4 separate regions of the Mus musculus genome follow, and all the other regions are linked to region 4. The links are chromatin contacts, called in public promoter capture Hi-C maps. All regions are on one chromosome and are shown on one strand. Each heading gives the region's core, a stretch centred on a gene start, on an enhancer-like site or on the middle of the called end of the contact. The rest is flanking DNA. Distances are from core to core; before and after follow the strand shown.

Evidence for each region. Promoter capture Hi-C pulls out the DNA fragments that hold promoters and counts their contacts.
Region 1: a contact with region 4 is called in a promoter capture Hi-C map of trophoblast stem cells, with 3 times the contacts expected there. The contact joins the enhancer-like site here to the promoter of Pign in region 4. A contact is called at or near these places in 17 of 39 promoter capture datasets (the 3T3-L1 cell line, 3T3-L1-derived adipocytes, the C10 cell line and 12 more), 1 of 15 datasets of contacts at CTCF or cohesin (the NIH/3T3 cell line), 9 of 484 Hi-C or Micro-C datasets (the 3T3-L1 cell line, the HPC-7 cell line, embryonic fibroblasts and 4 more), 12 of 115 datasets of contacts at active chromatin or transcription factors (T-cell acute lymphoblastic leukemia, bone marrow-derived macrophages, embryonic basal ganglia and 8 more) and 2 of 9 other capture datasets (adipose tissue and pancreatic islet).
Region 2: a promoter capture Hi-C map of stem cell-derived epiblast-like cells shows a contact between it and region 4, with 2.4 times the contacts expected there. The contact joins the promoter of Rnf152 here to the promoter of Pign in region 4. A contact is called at or near these places in 15 of 39 promoter capture datasets (cranial neural crest, embryonic stem cells, epiblast stem cells and 9 more) and 3 of 115 datasets of contacts at active chromatin or transcription factors (astrocytes, embryonic stem cells and large pre-B cells).
Region 3: a contact with region 4 is called in a promoter capture Hi-C map of the HPC-7 cell line, with 7 times the contacts expected there. The contact joins the enhancer-like site here to the promoter of Pign in region 4. A contact is called at or near these places in 23 of 39 promoter capture datasets (the 3T3-L1 cell line, 3T3-L1-derived adipocytes, the C10 cell line and 14 more), 1 of 15 datasets of contacts at CTCF or cohesin (the NIH/3T3 cell line), 47 of 484 Hi-C or Micro-C datasets (the 3T3-L1 cell line, 3T3-L1-derived adipocytes, the C2C12 cell line and 29 more), 23 of 115 datasets of contacts at active chromatin or transcription factors (the NIH/3T3 cell line, the SCID.adh cell line, T-cell acute lymphoblastic leukemia and 17 more) and 2 of 9 other capture datasets (adipose tissue and liver).

What each region holds. Positions count from the first base shown.
Region 1 is chr1:106,050,828-106,055,193 of GRCm38.p6, reverse strand. No RefSeq gene overlaps it. Among named protein-coding and RNA genes, the nearest start is that of Zcchc2, 63 kb to the right of the region's middle. Within about 2 kb of position 1,528, at least 1 of the 459 cell types and tissues checked has an H3K27ac peak or open chromatin away from gene starts, as enhancers often do. A contact at or near this core is called in trophoblast stem cells, where this site is marked.
Region 2 is chr1:105,355,405-105,359,497 of GRCm38.p6, reverse strand. Rnf152 (ring finger protein 152) reads left to right here and starts at 2,788. Exons shown (of 3, transcript NM_178779.4): 1 at 2,788-3,155. It overlaps Gm17634 (predicted gene, 17634), which reads right to left and starts at 3,491. Exons shown (of 2, transcript NR_151540.1): 1 at 2,593-3,491.
Region 3 is chr1:106,029,266-106,033,340 of GRCm38.p6, reverse strand. Zcchc2 (zinc finger, CCHC domain containing 2) reads right to left here. Exons shown (of 14, transcript NM_001122676.1): 13 at 2,108-3,589; 14 at 1-1,245. The coding sequence ends at 1,178. Among named protein-coding and RNA genes, the nearest start is that of Zcchc2, 41 kb to the right of the region's middle. Within about 2 kb of position 2,385, at least 42 of the 459 cell types and tissues checked have an H3K27ac peak or open chromatin away from gene starts, as enhancers often do. A contact at or near this core is called in the HPC-7 cell line, bone marrow-derived macrophages, cerebral cortex and 2 more, where this site is marked.
Region 4 is chr1:105,661,855-105,665,898 of GRCm38.p6, reverse strand. Pign (phosphatidylinositol glycan anchor biosynthesis, class N) reads left to right here and starts at 2,223. Exons shown (of 31, transcript NM_013784.3): 1 at 2,223-2,399. It overlaps Relch (RAB11 binding and LisH domain, coiled-coil and HEAT repeat containing), which reads right to left and starts at 2,038. Exons shown (of 29, transcript NM_173187.4): 1 at 1,266-2,038. The coding sequence starts at 1,791.

The DNA.
Region 1 (4,366 bases), core at 279-2,778, 390 kb before region 4:
TTTGGTTTAACTTGAGGTCCAATCCGCAAGAGGGAGCCCATGCCCTACAGTCCCTGGATAGCCCGGAGAATCAAACATAACAGACAAACAAACAGACAGACAAACAGACAAACAGACAAACAAACAAACAAAACCAGAAGATTCTTAATGATATTCTGCCGTACTCCTAGATTGGTGCCTTGTCCAGTCATCATCAGAGGAGCTTCTCTCCGAAAGCAGATGGGAAGATGCAGAGTCCCGAAGCCATTCATTATGTGGAGAGAGTCTAAAGTGGAGGCTCTCTACTGGGTCTCTTACTCTGGAGATCAGGGAAATCCCAGGAAGAGGAGGATGAAAGATGGTAAAAGTCAGAGGGAGTGAAGCACACCAGAACACGGTCCACTGAGTCAACTAAGCAGGGTTCACATGGGGTCGCACAGGCTCACAGATACTGAAGTTGCAAGCATGGACGAACATGCACCGGTCCGCACCAGGTCCCCTGCTTAGATGCTGGATGCTAGCTTGGTGTTTCTATGGGACTCGTAACAGTGGGAGCAGGTGTCTCTCTTGAGTCTTTTCCCTGCTCTCGGGCCTCTTCCTTCTGCTGGGTTGCTTTGCCCAGACTGGATATAAGGGCGTTTGCCTTGTCTTAGTGTAGCTTGCTTTTGTCTTATTTGGCTGTGGTCTCTTGGATGCTCGCTTTCTTCTGAAGAGGAAATGGAGGGTGAGTGTGTCTGAGGGAGAGGGGAGGTGGTGGTGGGAGATGGGAGGCATAGAAATAGGGTGAACTGTGGTCGAGGTGGTGTATTGTATGAGAGAATCTATTTTCAATAAAGATAAAAAATAAAAGAAGATAAATCTCATGTCAGTACTTTGAAGGCTCACCTGGAGTGTCACTGGCCTTACGCCCATCTTTTCCCATTGTGGCTACACTGGATACATCTCCTTTCTCTACTTCCCAGATACCATGATTCTTTAAAAGGTGAACTGGGGACAGAAGCCCAACCCCAACTTGTTGGGGCTGCCAGAGCTCTGTCTCTAACACTAGCAGTTTCTATCATACCACCCAGAGCACAGTCCATCCCAGGGCCTGTCAGATGGTAAGGTGCTGTCCCCAGATGTTGTGTCTACGGCTAGAAGATAGCTAAGATGTGGTGTACTGGTTGCTGGACAATAGAGCTGATTTGTGGTCCCCAGGGAGAAAAAGATATAATCAAGGAATCCCAGAAGAAGTGCCTGAGTGGGACTTTGGGTGACTCTCTAGGGTAAAAGAAGAGTGTGTCTCTGTATGAAGAATGACATGGCTTAGTCACCTAAGGGGCTGTGGCCAAAACAATGCACTTTCTTTAGGACACAAGAAGAGGAGGCTCCTGTCTCTTCAATAGCGCCTGGTGTTGGAATGACCGAGCCCCCAAAATTACCCTCGTGTAGTCCTTCCTTTACCCTCTCCCATGGATACCCAAAAGGACATCCCTGAATGATTACATAAGTCAAAGTCCTTTTGTTCTCTTGTAACTCCCACCCTTCCCTCAGGCTGGACTTGAAGGGTGCAATACCTGGCTCTGAATCACTAAGTTCTGGGAATTCTTTGTTAACAGAGTGCCTAGTCTACACTGAAATACATAGCAATTGCTCAAAAATCCCAATGGCTGAACCTTTTCTTTTTAGAGCCAAAAGCTTTTAAAGCTTTCTGCCACGACCCCCTCCATGTTGGCTTTCTCTGCGCATTGTCTCCTTTCTTTGTGAAATGATTTTCTGATTTTAAGTGTAACATGTACTTAGAACTGAACAACAAAAACCAACCAAAGAGATTAATGTAAACATGGGTAATGACTTGTAGACATTTGTCTAGAGATATACAGTAGCCATGAATCTGTGAGAAGCCGCCTGATAGCACTGACCACCAGGGGCGTGCAAAGCAAAGCACAATGCAGATTCACGAAGACACCCACTCTCCAAAAACAAACAATAATAAAGAACAAAAATTGGTGACGTCGTGAAGAAATTGAAGCTCTGGGAACTGCTGGTGCAGTGCCTGTAGAAAAAAGTGTGGCAATTCTTCAAAAGACAGAGGGGCAGTTGCTGTAGGGGCAGCAAACCCACCTCCTCCAAGAAGCTCCTCACATTGAAGGGAAGCTCTTGAAAACATATTTGCAGCTCAATATTCACAACAATATCTTATGGTGAGTCAAAAGGCAGAACCAGCTGGAATATTCATTGATGGATGGACTGATATGTGCAAACTGTGAGACAGACGTGCAATGGAGTATCATGCAGGCTCAGAAAAGGAATTGTGACATATGCCACAACATAAATGTGTCCCGAGGATATCCATTTAGCCTGCTAAGTGAAATAAGCTAGGTTCAAAACAGCAAATTCTATATAAATCTACTAAGCCCACAGTATCCAAAGAAATGAAATTCAGACACCCCGAGAAGAGTCGTGGGGCCCGGCAAGATGACGTAGTAGGTAAAGGGGCTTACCACTCAAGCAAGCCTGGCAACCCAGCTTAACTCCTGGGACCTGTGTCTGGTGAAACGAGAGAACAGACTCCTGACGTTGCTCTCTGACCCCCACAAGGAGTGTGCTGAGGCATGTGGGGCAAGCATGGAGGTGTACTCTTGAATCCCTGAACTCAGGAGGCTGAGACAGGTGGATCTCTGTGAGTTTTGAGGGCAGCCTGGACTACAGAGTTAGCACTTAGGCCGACGGAGACTGTATAGTGAGACCCTGTTTCAAGACAACAAAGCAAAATCAAAAAGGAGCAGAGAGCGGTGACCAGGTCAGGAGGGAGACGTTGGATGGACAGGCGCAGAGTTCCAGACTTGCAAAGTCAAAGAAAACCTGGAGTACCGCAGGGTGTACGTGCTTCACAACCAAACTACGCTCCTGGTGGTGAAGGCCAAATAATGATTAGATTGATTTTGCCACAACTAATGTTTTAATTTAAACCATAGCATGTGCATCATTAAAACAGGACAAAGTATAGAGGAGGCAACTCTCTCTCTCACACAAGCCAAGAGCTTAACAGGGATAACACTTCCTTCACTTGGTCAAAGTGGATTTCCTGTATAATACATCCTTGGGACCCAGGGGAAGACCTTAATGCATTGCTTGCTTAGCACGCATGAAGCCATGAGCTCTCCCATCACAGAATAAAGCAGGCACGGTGACACACCCTGTAATACTAGCAGTGGGAGGCTAGGGCAAACGCACGCACCTTACTGTAGGAGTGTTATACCTTATCAAAAAACAAAAACAAAAACAAAAACAAAACCAGCATAGGAAAGAGGAGCTCCCTGCCCCCCCCCTTCAGCCCCCGTACAAGGGAAAAAGCATCAAGGCCTGTCAGGGAACGGTTTGGCACAGCAGCAGACCCACACATAGAGTGCAGGGGGTAGGTTATCCCCGGGAGGGAAAATTTTAGCATTTTAATATGTAACTGTATTAAAAATACTGTTTATGAGTATGCCATGTTTATATGTTACATTTAAAAATAAAAACAAAGCCATCTGTTTTTCCTTTGAGAAACGTTGCCTGCCTTTCCTATCTCTACAGGGAGCTAAGGGCTTTGCAGGTCCTTTTCTTGCCTCATGGAGGAAAAGGTACCTCACAGATCTACCGATCCCCATCACTCATCTCCTGAGGGGTGTGACCCTCAAAGTCCAACAGGAATGGGCACCATTTCTTTTCTATATATTTGTTTTTAACTATGCATGTGCATGTGGAGTCTGTGCCCATGTGCGCCGATGTCCACAGAGGCCAGAGGCACCGAATCCTCTGGAGCCGAGTTACAGGAAATTGTGAGCCTCCTGACTTGGGGATGAGAGTTGAACTCCAGGTCTCCAGAAGAACAGACCCACATGCCTTTCCAGACAGGTTCTCAGCGTGTAGCCCTGACTGGCCTAGAACTCCCAGTTTTAACTGTGCTTCCCTAGAGCTGAGACTAAAGGCATGAGCCACTACACCAGGCCACGCAGAACGTGCGCTCCTAAGCCATCTCTCTTACCCAAGTCTCTTGGTAAAAGAAAGCAAAAGTGGAGCTAGAGAGATGGCTCAGAGGTTAGGAACACTGACTGCTCTTCCAGAGGTCCTGAGTTCAATTCCCAGCAACCACATGGTGGCTCACAACCATCTGTAATGGGATCTGATGCCCTCTTCTGGTCTGTCTAAGAACAGTGAAGGTTTATTCACATATGTTATATATATATATATATATATATATATATATATATATATATATATATATATATATATATAGAGAGAGAGAGAGAGAGAGAGAGAGAGAGAGAGAAAGCAAAAGTAGGGTTCACTCAGTTGATAAAGTCCTTGTCAGGGAAGCAGAAGGTCCTGAGTTTTGATTCTCACTCAGCACACCTATAAAAAC
Region 2 (4,093 bases), core at 1,539-4,038, 310 kb after region 4:
TACATAGGATCCGAAGGGCACACAGCCACACTGGCCTTTTCTTGTGCATTTTGGGCAATGAAACACAGGTCCTTATATCTGCACAGGGAGCATTTCACCAACCAAGAAGCTCCCTAGATCCAGCATTGGTATCTTTATCTTGTCTGCAGGTCTGTGCACCTGTCTTTAACCTGGCTCTTCCAGACCTCAGGTGCTCACTTGCTTCTCTTTCACACACATGCACAGTGGGTTGTAAGAACAACAGCAGCTTCTCTGGCAGGACTTTGCCAGCTTGTACTTCGAAACTCAGACTGGTCCTAGCTGCTCTGCTCCTGGGTGCCCCACAGATGAATTTGTTACAACACGTTCTGCCGGTTCTTGCCCTGACTTAGACCGTAGCTACCTGTCCAGATTCTGACCTCCAGTGTGTCTTAGGAACTGCCCCATTGCAGCCTGCCCCAGTTAATTAACCTTCTCTGTGTGACAGCTTTACAAGACTGGACAGAAGGCAGAACACCCATGATGCTCTGTGAATTAAAATCCCAGCCAGTGGAAATGAATAGAGTTGGAGGTGTTAACCTTCTACATGCTGAATTCTTGCATTTCTCACTTCAAAGAATTGTCTAGAAAGCAACTGGGGGGGGGCAGTTTGAAACATTTTAGAATAATTACTGAATCCTGAAATTGCTTTCCTAAAAGCAATCTTGAGAGGCACTCATGCATAATAATATTTCTGGGCTAAGCTCTGCTGGTAAAATGTTGGGGTGTTATGAATCACCTTCTTTATTTCAAGTCCCTGACCAACATCTGAGTTGTTAATACCTTGCCTAGTTTCTCATTATTATTTTTTTCCAGAGTCCACAACATGGCTCAGTGAATAAGATGCCTGTCCTAGATTGCCTGATCCTAGATTGATGATCTGAGTGCAGTCTCATGGGGAAGGGGAGAACGGAGTCTTGAAAGTGCAACCTGTCCTCCATACCTATACTGTCACCGGTGTGCACCCCTCTCCCTAAATAAAATATAACTAAAAACTAGGAATTCCAGTTCTTAGGAAAATGAGGCAGGAGGAGTACCAGAATGGTCTGTGCTGCCTGATAAATTCCAGCTTAGCCTAGGCTACATGTATGAGACTCTGCCTCCAAAAGGCCTTTTTAATTTTTTTATTAAAAAAAATTATTTTTTTGAGACAGGGTTTTTCTATGTAGCCCTGATTGTCTAGAACTTGCTCTGTAGATCAAGCTGGCCTCGAACTTACAGAGATCCTTCTGCCTCTGCAGGAGGTCTGTACAACCTCCACTGGGCTAATCCCACCCCCACATTGATGGTGAAGTTAAAGATATTCTTGCAAAGTAACCTTAGGTTCCTAAGACATGCATGCAGAGCCTCTGTGGGTGCTGTAGAGGTGATAAGGGAACAATGGAGCAAGAGTCTGCCTGGTGACTGGAGGAAGCAGAGCTCCTACTGGGATCCAGAGACTGCAAGCTTTGTGGGTCTCCCGGATGCAGGTCCCCCCCCCGCCCCCCCCCCCGCGCCCCCGCCTCCCGATGTGTTAATAGCCTGATTGGAACACCAATTCACAAGTTGTACACGTGGGACAAAGCAAGTAGGACCAGCTGCCAACACGGATTCATTAGCTCATACAGAGCCATCATGGGTCTCAGGACTTCTGGAACAACAGCAGTTCTCAACCTGTGGGTCACAACCCCTTCAGGGGTCACAAAAGACCATTGGAAAACACAGATAGTTGCATTCTGATTTGTAACAGTAGCTAATGTTGCTATATGAAGTTAGCAACAAAAACAATTTTATGGCTGGGGGGGTCACCATAACATGAGCAACTGTGTTAAAGGGTCACGGTATTAGGAAGGTTGAGAACCACTGCTGTGTAAGAAGGAACATAGGACCCATGAAGGGAGCCCAGTACCTGAAGTCTAGAAGAAGCCATTTGCTCTGTGCATTAACAGAGCTCCTTTAGCTGAACCACAGAGATGAGGAGACATAACTCAGGTCAGTTTTCAGTTTCTTAATAGAATGGATCCCAAAAGGCCCCAGAACTCAGGCATGGTGCCCCAGACCAGCAGGGGACACCTATCTCCCCTTTTCTCCACTATATGTTAAGTGAAAAAGCAGGAAGAGACCTTATCTTTAGATTCTCCTGGGGTTACATGACATTAAAAGCATATCCCAAAGGTAAGGGCTTTGTTTCTGTTTAGGAGTACAGAGGATAAATCCAGATTCATGCACCCTAGGCAAGCAAGCACTTTACCTCTGAGCCTGAAGTTGGGTTTTAAGGTGGGCAATAGGGTAAACTTAGTAGACCCTCTAGGCTCCTTCCTGTTCACCTCTCCTGTGAGCTTCCTTTACACAGGAGGTTGAGGTGTGAGGTGTCCCTGTGGGGCTCTTTGGGAGCATATCCCGTTCCATGCTGACAGGTTCCTGCCCTTGTTGGGTTAGTGAACTTTCAGGGGCAGCCAAAAAGAACCCAGGGGAAAGGCAATAGCCTAGACTCCTCCCTCTCCCCTGTGGTCTTGAGTCCAGAGCCGCAGCTGGGTCACCACCTTGGCCAGTCCCAGTCGTTCTAGCCTGTGGTGCTCGGCCTCTAGGTCACACCTGATACCGTTCAGGTCCTCCTTCCGTGCTCGGTCCAGGTGCTCGCTGGTCTACGGTGGGTAGAGGGCGCGTCCCTGCTTCCCCACCCACACCAAGAGGTTGGCCACTGGGGACCGACCGACAGACAGACAGTCGGACGTGCCGGCCAAGCTGCCGGGTGGAGTGCGGGAGGGGGTGGAGCCGCCGGGGAGGGGCGGTCCGCGGAGCAGAGCTCACTCAGCCTCCCGCTCCCTTCAGTGCTTGGGTCTCTGGGGGTGACACCAAAAGCTTCCGCTCAGTGTCCGGTGCCTGGCGGCGGGTGTCCGATCGTGGAGGCGGAGGACAGCCGGGCAGGTGGAGGGCGCCGCCTGAAGCCAAAGGAGAGACGAGCAGGGCTGGGCTGCGGGAGGCGCTGCCGCCACTCTGCCCGCGCTGCCCCGCAACCTGCGGCGGGAGGAGCAGGCAGCAGCCGGCCCTCAGCGCTCGTCTAGCAGAGCGCAGCGGGCAGTGCGGACCCCCGGGATGCTTCCGACGTTGCTGCAGCCGCCGGCGGCGTAACAGAGCCGAGCCTGCTGCTGAGAGAGGTCAGTGAGTTTCGGTTTGTTTTCCTGTTCAGTGTGCTCCCAGGTCCCGGGTGCAGAGGGGACTCGCGTGGAAGGCTGTGCCTAGGAGAAAGCGGGAAAGGGCAACGGTAGCCTGAGATATAACTGGAGGTTCTTCCTGGACTATGATTGGGGTGGTTTGTTTGGTTAAAGGAGTGCGGAGCTGGAGAGGCGTCTCTCGAGGAGGTGGTCCCGGGAGTTGGGTTTTCCTCGGGCTTTGCTTTGAGTTGGGAGCGCGATGGGGTCATGGCAGCTGACTCTGGTTCCTCGGAGTCCTGGGATGCCCCCTGGAGCTCTGGTCCCGGGAGCTCGCCTCATGCACGCGCCGCACGCGCCCTTGAGGTGCGCGCACATCCCTGCCGTGCCCCCCCCCCCCCCCCAGCATTCTCAAGCCCTGGGTCGTCCCCTCCAGTCCTGTCCTGCCTTCCTACTCCCGATTCCTAGCTAGAAGTTGCCCCCAAGCCATTATTGGAAAAGGGGGCCGAATGGAGGGCCAGATTCTGGGGGTCTTTTGTGCGGACCCACGGGCCTGGGGCGCTTGCTTCTGGAAGGACAGCAGCAGGACAAAGCCGGCAGGACTTGTGGGGAGCTTCTCCACAGTGTTGGTTTGGGATCCCGCCTACCGTGGGGGTGTGGTGGGGGAGTGCTGCATAGATTTGGAAACAGTAGGGTAATTGACAAAACAGAGACAGTGACTTGAGGTGGTGGCCAGGCAACGAAAGGATACTCTCAGATGCATCCCTGATTGTGTGTGTGTGTGTGTGTGTGTGTGTGTGTGTGTGTTTGTCTGGGCAGGCGACTACATGCCCCGCATTGCTAGCTGTGTGGGCTTAACTCGTGTATTTTGCTAGCATTTTGCCTTAAAAAGATGATGGTATTCTCCATCCTGACTCCTATATTTCTGAGGCATTACGGTTGAT
Region 3 (4,075 bases), core at 1,136-3,635, 370 kb before region 4:
CAGTGCACTTCAGGAAATCAAAAAATTACCTGGAAGCGATTTAGTATATAGATTGGCTTAAAACAAAACAAAACTTTAAAAAGCCAGCAGCATTAAACTTAGTGACACGACACTGACATGATTAACAAACACCATCTCAACACACTCCACGCAGTCTTTCACATTGTATCAAGCATAGTGGTAAAGGGTTATAAAAGTGACTTGGCTGAGGAGACTCGGCTTAGGAAGCAGGTACCTGACTTTTGAGAAAACCCACTAGCTTCTGTTCTGATGCAATAAACCACACACATTGTAACAGTGTGACACTGCAACAGCCAGGTAGGGAAGAGGACATCTTCACTCAGCAGTGTCTGGGTAGGTCAAGGTGGCAGACGACAGGAAGCCCTGGATGTTGACTGTCATCACAGATACAAGCACACAGAGAAGAACATTCACACCAGTGTGTCCCCTTTGAGTCTCTCAGAAGTGTGATGGAAGGAACTGCTGTTTTCGCTCAAGAACAGCCTGTTTGTCCACTCCCCATTTGGGGCTTCCCGAGTCTGATTTCCTCTCTCCCACTTGTTCTCATGTTATTTGGACAGGTGCTGCATATATGCATTTACGTGATGCTCTTATGACATATATACATACTTCTTGGAAATCTGACGTCTAAAATTTACAGTGAAACATGTTGCCTTGGTTCAGACAGGTTACTGAAGTGTGACAAGGACACTGCTGAGCACCCTTGCCGCAGGCCAGGGAGAGAGGGTAGCTGGAAGAGAAGTTGGGTTCAGGGTCAAAGTGAGGAAAGCCAGGAAGAAGAAAACCATAAGACTGTTAACCAGTGTTGTGGAAACAACTAAGGTCAGATACACAGTTTAAAGATTCAGTAAACATTGCACACAGCAAGTAGTCAGTGTAAAAAAGCACACATCAATGTTTTCCGTTCAAGAGTTTGTCTGAAATTGAAGTTACAAGTGTCATACATGTAAGCCGGCTGCTGGACCAGGAGACCAGAGGCTCAGGAGCATCACATTCTTTCATATTCTGGACACAGGTAAAAGAGAAATGAAAACTCCCAACTGCATAGAAAGTGAGGAAATGGACAGACAAAGAAACAAAATACCTTTCCTTTCCTCCCCTCCACACCCCATGACTCCCCACACTTGAGTGCATTAAGTAGGCAAGCTTTACTCGTTCAGTCTGCAGAATCCAACGTATCATTAGAAGGGGGGAGGGGAGGTGCGTATCTCAGTCTGTAAGTGCCTAAAACAGGAAAGACAGAACGGCTAAGTCACCGCTTATGACTACACGCATCACAAACCACTACACAAGACTGCAAATGAGCATGCTTTCAAAGGCCTTTCCTCAGCACTAACTCCAGTCCAAAACAGCAAGTAAGCTACTCTCAAAAGCAGAGGAGAGCTTGAGCTTTAAGTATAACCTAAAGCTAATTAACTGGGTTTCCCTTTGAGGATGCCTAATTAATATACTCCTGTTTCAAGACATTCCCCAGGTAAGATCTGGCACAATGACAAATACAAAAGAACTGAATCTGGTCCCTTACCCACACCTAGCTAGTAAAGTGCATGTTTTTCTTCTGCTGTTAGCACTCTTCAAATTTACTCCCAAACTGGTGTTCACAAAGCTTTGTTGCTGTAAAGATTCCATGGCCTCTTGGTTTTTTGCCTTATGTGTACAGAATCAAAGGGCAGCAGGGGCTCAGATAGGAGCCAGCTGTGTGCACAGACTCTAACCATGTATGCGGGGAACTGGCTCACATCCTAGTTTAACCCGTCTGCTTCCTCTATGTACGAGGACTGTATTCTTAAACTACAGCCCTGTATGCAAGGAACCAACATTACAGAATGTACTATGCATGCTGTGCCCTGAGCCTGGACAAGCACCTCTGCCGTTCACTCCTTAGTGACAAACTAAACTTCCTCAGACCTTCCTCCATGACCTCGGGGCCTGGGTCTATGCTGGCCATCTCTGGCTGCATTTTGCTACTGAAAATACAACCTCTGTAAACAAACACACATACGGATCTTTCTGCTAAGACAGTACCACATAATCAAGAAGAAACTGGGAATTCAAAAACAAGTCCTCTGGGAGTTAGTGGGATTACCTTGCTGATTGGCCTCCATGGATGACTGCTTACAGTCTTGTGCATAGTGTCCGCTTACACCACAATTGTAACATGAGACATTCCCATTCTTCTTGGGCCCAGAACCACTGGTGTTGGCAACTACATTAGGTGCTGGATATACAGGATACAATCTCCCAAATCCTGCCATCTGCTGCATGCCATAGCTGGCTTGGCTCCCCATGACTGGGTCATGCACCAGTCCATTTGCATATGGAGTCTGAGGCAGAAAAAAAGGAAGTTGGTTTCCATTGCTCTGATGTGCTTGGTTGAGGTAGCTGCCATTGCAAATGGATGGCAGAGTGAAGAATGATGGGAGTCGGTACATTGGTCCAGGCATTGGGTTGGGATAATAGTAACTATTTAGCTGGAGGTTTCCATTGGTCCCGCAGCTGCACCTTCGCCCACAAGAACCACAGGGACCCATCTGCTGTGGTGGCACTATGGTCCCGTTAGCATTCGTGTTCCCCACAGCACTGATGTACGACGTGCTGTCGCTCTGTGCAGTACTGTGTGTCAAGGCAGGGCTGGGGCTCGGGGCAGGGCCTGGGGTGTGGGTGGGAACAGCAGGGGGAACTGTGGACTGGGATGGACTGATGCCTGTGCTTGCTGGCTGGGCAGAAGTGGCTGCGTTGAGCGCACTGGAATTCTGGGTGGGGAGTGCACTGGCAGCCTGGGGTGAGCCTGGAAAGGGGAAGGAAGCTGGTGGCTGTGCAGCTGAGAGGCCCGCTGCCGGAAGAACTACCTTCACATTGCTCGGCTGAGGGACTGTCCCTGTGTTCCCCTCAATCTGAGGCACCATTTGATTTAGTCCTACCACTTGGGGTGCGGATTTTGTGATGGGATCCGTGGTAGCCACAGGAGACCCTGGGAAACTACCTGGGTTATGGACAGGAATAAAGGCAGTGTTTGGTGATCCGATGCTCAGACTTCCGGTTGGTTGTGGTGGGATACTAACTGGACAACTGTCAGAAGATCCCTGTGGTGGCTGTAACTTTAGACTCTGTAATGTCAGCTGCAAAGCAGGCGCACTGCTGTGTGGGAGGAAGGTTGATGGGAGAGGTAAAGGGGAAGCTAACAACTCAAGGTGTTTCTCTGACTCCCCAGAAGCTGCCGGGCCTAGGATTCCAACAGGGGCTGAATTTGAGGATTCCATCACTGCAGAAATAGCCACCGCATTAGGGACAAGCATCCCTAAGGTTTTGCCATCTGCAGATTTGGGCGACGGAATGACAACTTGCGACTTCTGGGCACCGTTGTGCGTGACACAGTGTAGAGTTGGCATGAAGGGAATATGCGGGTACTTGTGTGAGGTCAGTGCAGCTTCCAAAAGATTCCCGTCCTCGGTTCCCAGGGAGACAGTCTCAGCAGGCGGCTTGACTGCGATGGTCTGGGCGACAGAGCCATAACCTGAAAACCTGGCTGACGACGGATTCACAGAATCTTCAGAATTGCTGTCTGAATCTATAGAAAACGTACAAATTCGGGTCAACCCAGGCTGAATTCCTATTTTTCATGTTAGAACTAAAAGCTTGGTATATTCAAATTAATTCTCAAGTCGGGAATGCTCCCTCTATCACATTTCCTGACTGCTCAAGCTGACTTCCTCTGATCTCTGGCCTGTAGTATGCTTTATCTCTAAAACATGGAGGAATAAGCAAAACAGCAATAAAACAGGGTACTGGAGTATGAAGACGTATGCATGTACTACTAACGTTATTACTGGGATAAGCATTAACAATCCACTCTGTGCCATCACACCTGATTTTAAAATGTATCTTATAAATGATTCAGTCAAGGAGTTTGCTCAGGAGAACATTTAACTCAAATGTTTCAGGGGAGAAATGGAATTAGTTAGCATCTGTACAGTATATACTCAACAGGGAACACGTAAGTCTATGAGATTAGTCCTACAATGGACATGCTGTTGGAACACAAGAGGCAGAGTAA
Region 4 (4,044 bases), core at 974-3,473:
CCAGCACTTGGGAGGCGGAGGCAGAGGCAGGTGGATTTCTGAGTTCAAGGCCAGCCTGGTCTACAAAAGTGAGTTCCAGGACAGCCAGGGCTATACAGGGAAACCCTGTCTCATCTTCCCCCCCCCCCCCCCAAAAACAACTAAGTCTGGGATGTACATAAAGTAATATATATATAAAATAAGTGAAAATTTGAGTCCCAGTGAGATAGTTTGTCAGGTGACAATGTTAGATAATTTAGACATTATAAAAGAAGGAAATGTGCTTAGGATTACTCTGATAGAGAATTCACCCTTCCCAGTGTTATGACATCAAACTTTAGCAACTTCAAGCCTCTGGTATCATGCAAAAGTATAGACATTTAGAAATCAATCAGGCTTATTTATTAGTAAATTCCAGTTGGGTTCACAGAACCAAAGTATTAGCATTAGTATGGAAAAATTTGATGCCTCTTAAAGATGACAGTGAGAATTCTCATTAAAGCTTATATATAAATAATGACTAGGCCAGTGATTACTCTGCTAAAAATGAATGATTGTAGCAAGAAAAGAAAGAAAGAAAAAAAAAGAAAATAAGTGAGAGTCACTTATTCAGAGAAAAACAATCCTTCCCAGTGCTATGTTGAAAAGAAAGCTGGTAAAAGATCCTTGGTCTGTTTGTTCCACAGCTTTCCTGTATACGGAATACTATTGAAATTGGGGTAGTGAAACTGATTTCAAACAGAAAACATTCTATGAAGCAGACACATCTCATTTCCTTCTTTTTATTAGCATATATTAATGATACAAAATAATGGAAAAGCAAAGACAAAAGATCTTCAGTGGATTGAACTTCAGTACAGAGGGCTGACATTTCCTGTTTGTTCTTTTTCTTGAGTCAAAGAATTACTAAGAAACATTTTATTTCCTCGTAGTGTGATTCAACAGCCTGGGGAAAAAAGGAAAACTGCCTAGAGAAAAATGCCCAGGCAATAAGGAAGCTTTCTAGAGTGCCATAATACTCAATAAACTGGAAACCCTGATGTTATAGGTCCCAACACCAACGGGGAGCCAGGAGCTGTACAACACCTGCCAAAGATCGGAAACCAATGCAAAGAAGAGCTACAGCAGGATCTTTCTGTTTGCAGTACACAGGACACCTCGCATCTCACTCAACATACTCTCCCTTCTCAAGACGACCCTAGACTCAGTACCCGCCCACAATCCCCTTCAGCTGCACTCCAACTCTAATCCCCCATCTGCAGGTGTGACAGGCGACGCCTACTTACTGAGCTGTCCTCCGCCCGACGTCGTACTCGGTTCCCGACCTCCAGCGCCTCCGACGATGGAGGCGCCAGGGATCCCGGGCGCCCCCATCCCTGGGGGGGTCCCACTCTGCCTCTCGAAGTTGCCAGGATTGGAGAAGTAATCGCGCAGTCGTGGTAGCTCGCGGCCGCTCTCCAACAGCTCGGTGTGCAGCTCCAGGGCGGTCAGCAAGTATTGATCGCGCAACAGCTGAGCGGCGATGGCATCGATTGACAATCGGGCAGGGGTCTCCCCGCTGCCCCCCGGAGCCGCCGGGGCGGCGGACATCTCCACAGCGAGCCCCGGCCGCGCGCTGCTTCCCAGGGCCATGGGGTCCTGTGGCGACAGGGAGCCTGCAGAACCAGGATCTAGGCCGACCCCGGCACCCAGCCGAAGTCCTGCCCGCCGGTCCTCGGTTGCCGCTACCTCGTCGTCGTCCTCATCCGAATCACTGAGGAAAGGATTTACTCCGCTACCACTGCCACCACCTCCGGGCGCCATCGCCGCCATCTTATTCTGTCAGGAATGTGGGTGCTTCCCTGCTTGGCCCGACAGGCCCTCAGCCTGAATCCCCGTTAGGTCCCGAGAGCCGCCGACCACCTAGGCAGCCCAGGCCGACCGCACCTCTCCTCACCTAGAGCCTAGGCCGGACTGGGAGGCAGGAGCCCGGTATGCAGCAGCACCTCCCGTCTCAGCCGCTGCTGCACCAGTAGCCGACTCTGCAGGCGTCTTCCTGGTCCCTAGTCTCGCGAGAACTGGCTTGGTCCCATCTTCGCCCCGCCCCGTCCCCGCCTCAGCCCCACCCACCTCTGGCCTTGGAGTGGCAAGATCGAAGGAACCGCTCCAGGCTCAAACATAAGACCCCGCCCACAAGCTCTCGAGGATTGGCTGGAGTTACAGGACCTGGCCAGAGAGTTATCGCGAGAGCAGCGAAGGCCTGGGGCAGGTTGGGGGCGTTCCCTGGAGCAGTAGAGGTGGAGGTCGCTGAGGGGTACGATTTGGCTGTGGTTTTTGAGGGTTGAAGGGAACCCTCCCGACATCTTTCACCGCCCTGGGTCCTGCCTTCGTTCTGAGGAGGTCCCGTTCCCAAGACTGGGCCTGAGCCGGATAGTTCTCAGGTAAAGTCCCGGGACCCTTGCACTTAAGGTGTTCCCACGCCCGCTTCTCCCTTCACGCTTCAGTTTTTTGTCGCTGTTTGCTGTCACCGCCCAGATAGCAAGTGCTCTGAGCAGCGGTCAGAATCTGGCTTCTTTGCTCTTCCCTAGTTTCCCAGCCATCTGCTCTCTCCCCTGGAGATCTGGCGACGGCATGGCCTCCTTGTGGTTAAGGAGGGCGCCTTCCCGCCCCCTCCGTCCGGGAATAGGACTTAGAAAGCTGAAGGGTGCAGATAGAGCCTGGACGGAAGTTGCAACATTTGAGTTTCGAGATGCCTTTACACTCATCTGTGAACAGCCTGGTCTTGGACGACAAACTAAGTAATATGTAAACCCATGGAAATTAACATACACTTTACATCAAAGGAACTTTTCAAACTATCAGCGCTATCTCTTCAGTACAACTAAGTTGTCTGGGCCGCTTCAGTGGCCTGGTCATGTCCACTGCACTAGGACACATTCGTTGGAACAAGTATCACCTATCTTTTGTCCAAAACCATTCTTTTCCACAATCCCCTGAAACCTTGCTAAGTCCATTTAGGCTAGAATCGAGGTTTTCTTTATGGATCAATCAAATTTTAGCGATTTAAAAAATTGTACTCTGTAGAGAGATTTGATGGCCTTTATGAAACATTTAGCACATAACTATACTCGTAGGTTTGGAATATCATTTATCCTTTATGCTATTCCTTGATTGTAGTTTGAGGTGATAAGAAGTTTCCCTGTCGCTATTAGACTCCTAGCCCTCATATCTTCTATTTTGTTAAACATAGAATGCCACTTTTTCCTGGTTTTAGAATTAAGTTCTTATTAACACCAGGTCCTAACAGACAACAAAATAAATAGCCAACAGTGCTAACCATCTGCTCTGATATATATAATGAAGTATCTCCTTTATCTTTGTGGAAAATAAAAATAGAGCATTGTTATATGACCTCAGGTCTGGTTACCGGTTTACATGTAAAGTATCCCAGCAGTTAAGTGTAGGTTTTAATTTCAGTTTAATCAGTCTCACAGGAAACTAAAATTTCATTTGAATGAGGCTCTGAAATGCTTTCTTTGGTTGGTATTACTATATAGTTATTATTTGGGCTTTTTAACAGGAGCTTTTAAAGTATGTTACATGTGATATGAAGGTGGGAGGGGGAATACTGGAGGTTGGGGTGGGTGGTTTAAATGAGCATAGGAGACCGGGAGATGGGGAGAAAGTTAGCCCAAATAGTAAAAGACCATAAAGACCCTTGCTACATTGTGAAGCAATTTAAAAATAGTGTTAGTAGTAAGGATTTTTTTTTAAATAAGACTTTTAGCTTCCAATTCGTTGGACTAAATGCTGTACTGTGCTATTTATTAATGAATCTGGAAAAAAATCCTCAGTAACATGGCAATAGTATAGAATGAGCAATATTTTAATGTTTCACATTTCTTAGCAAAAGGGGGTATCAGTTCTAACTTTGATATTGTCAAAGAGATTAAAAATGTAACCAAATTTTGGAATGGAGGATTAGTGAATGGCATGGGAAAAACATGAGCAGAAATGTGTATTTTCTTCTTCTTTGTAATGGCGATGCTTAGAAATATACTTTTAGGGTGCCTGAGGAAAACTGCT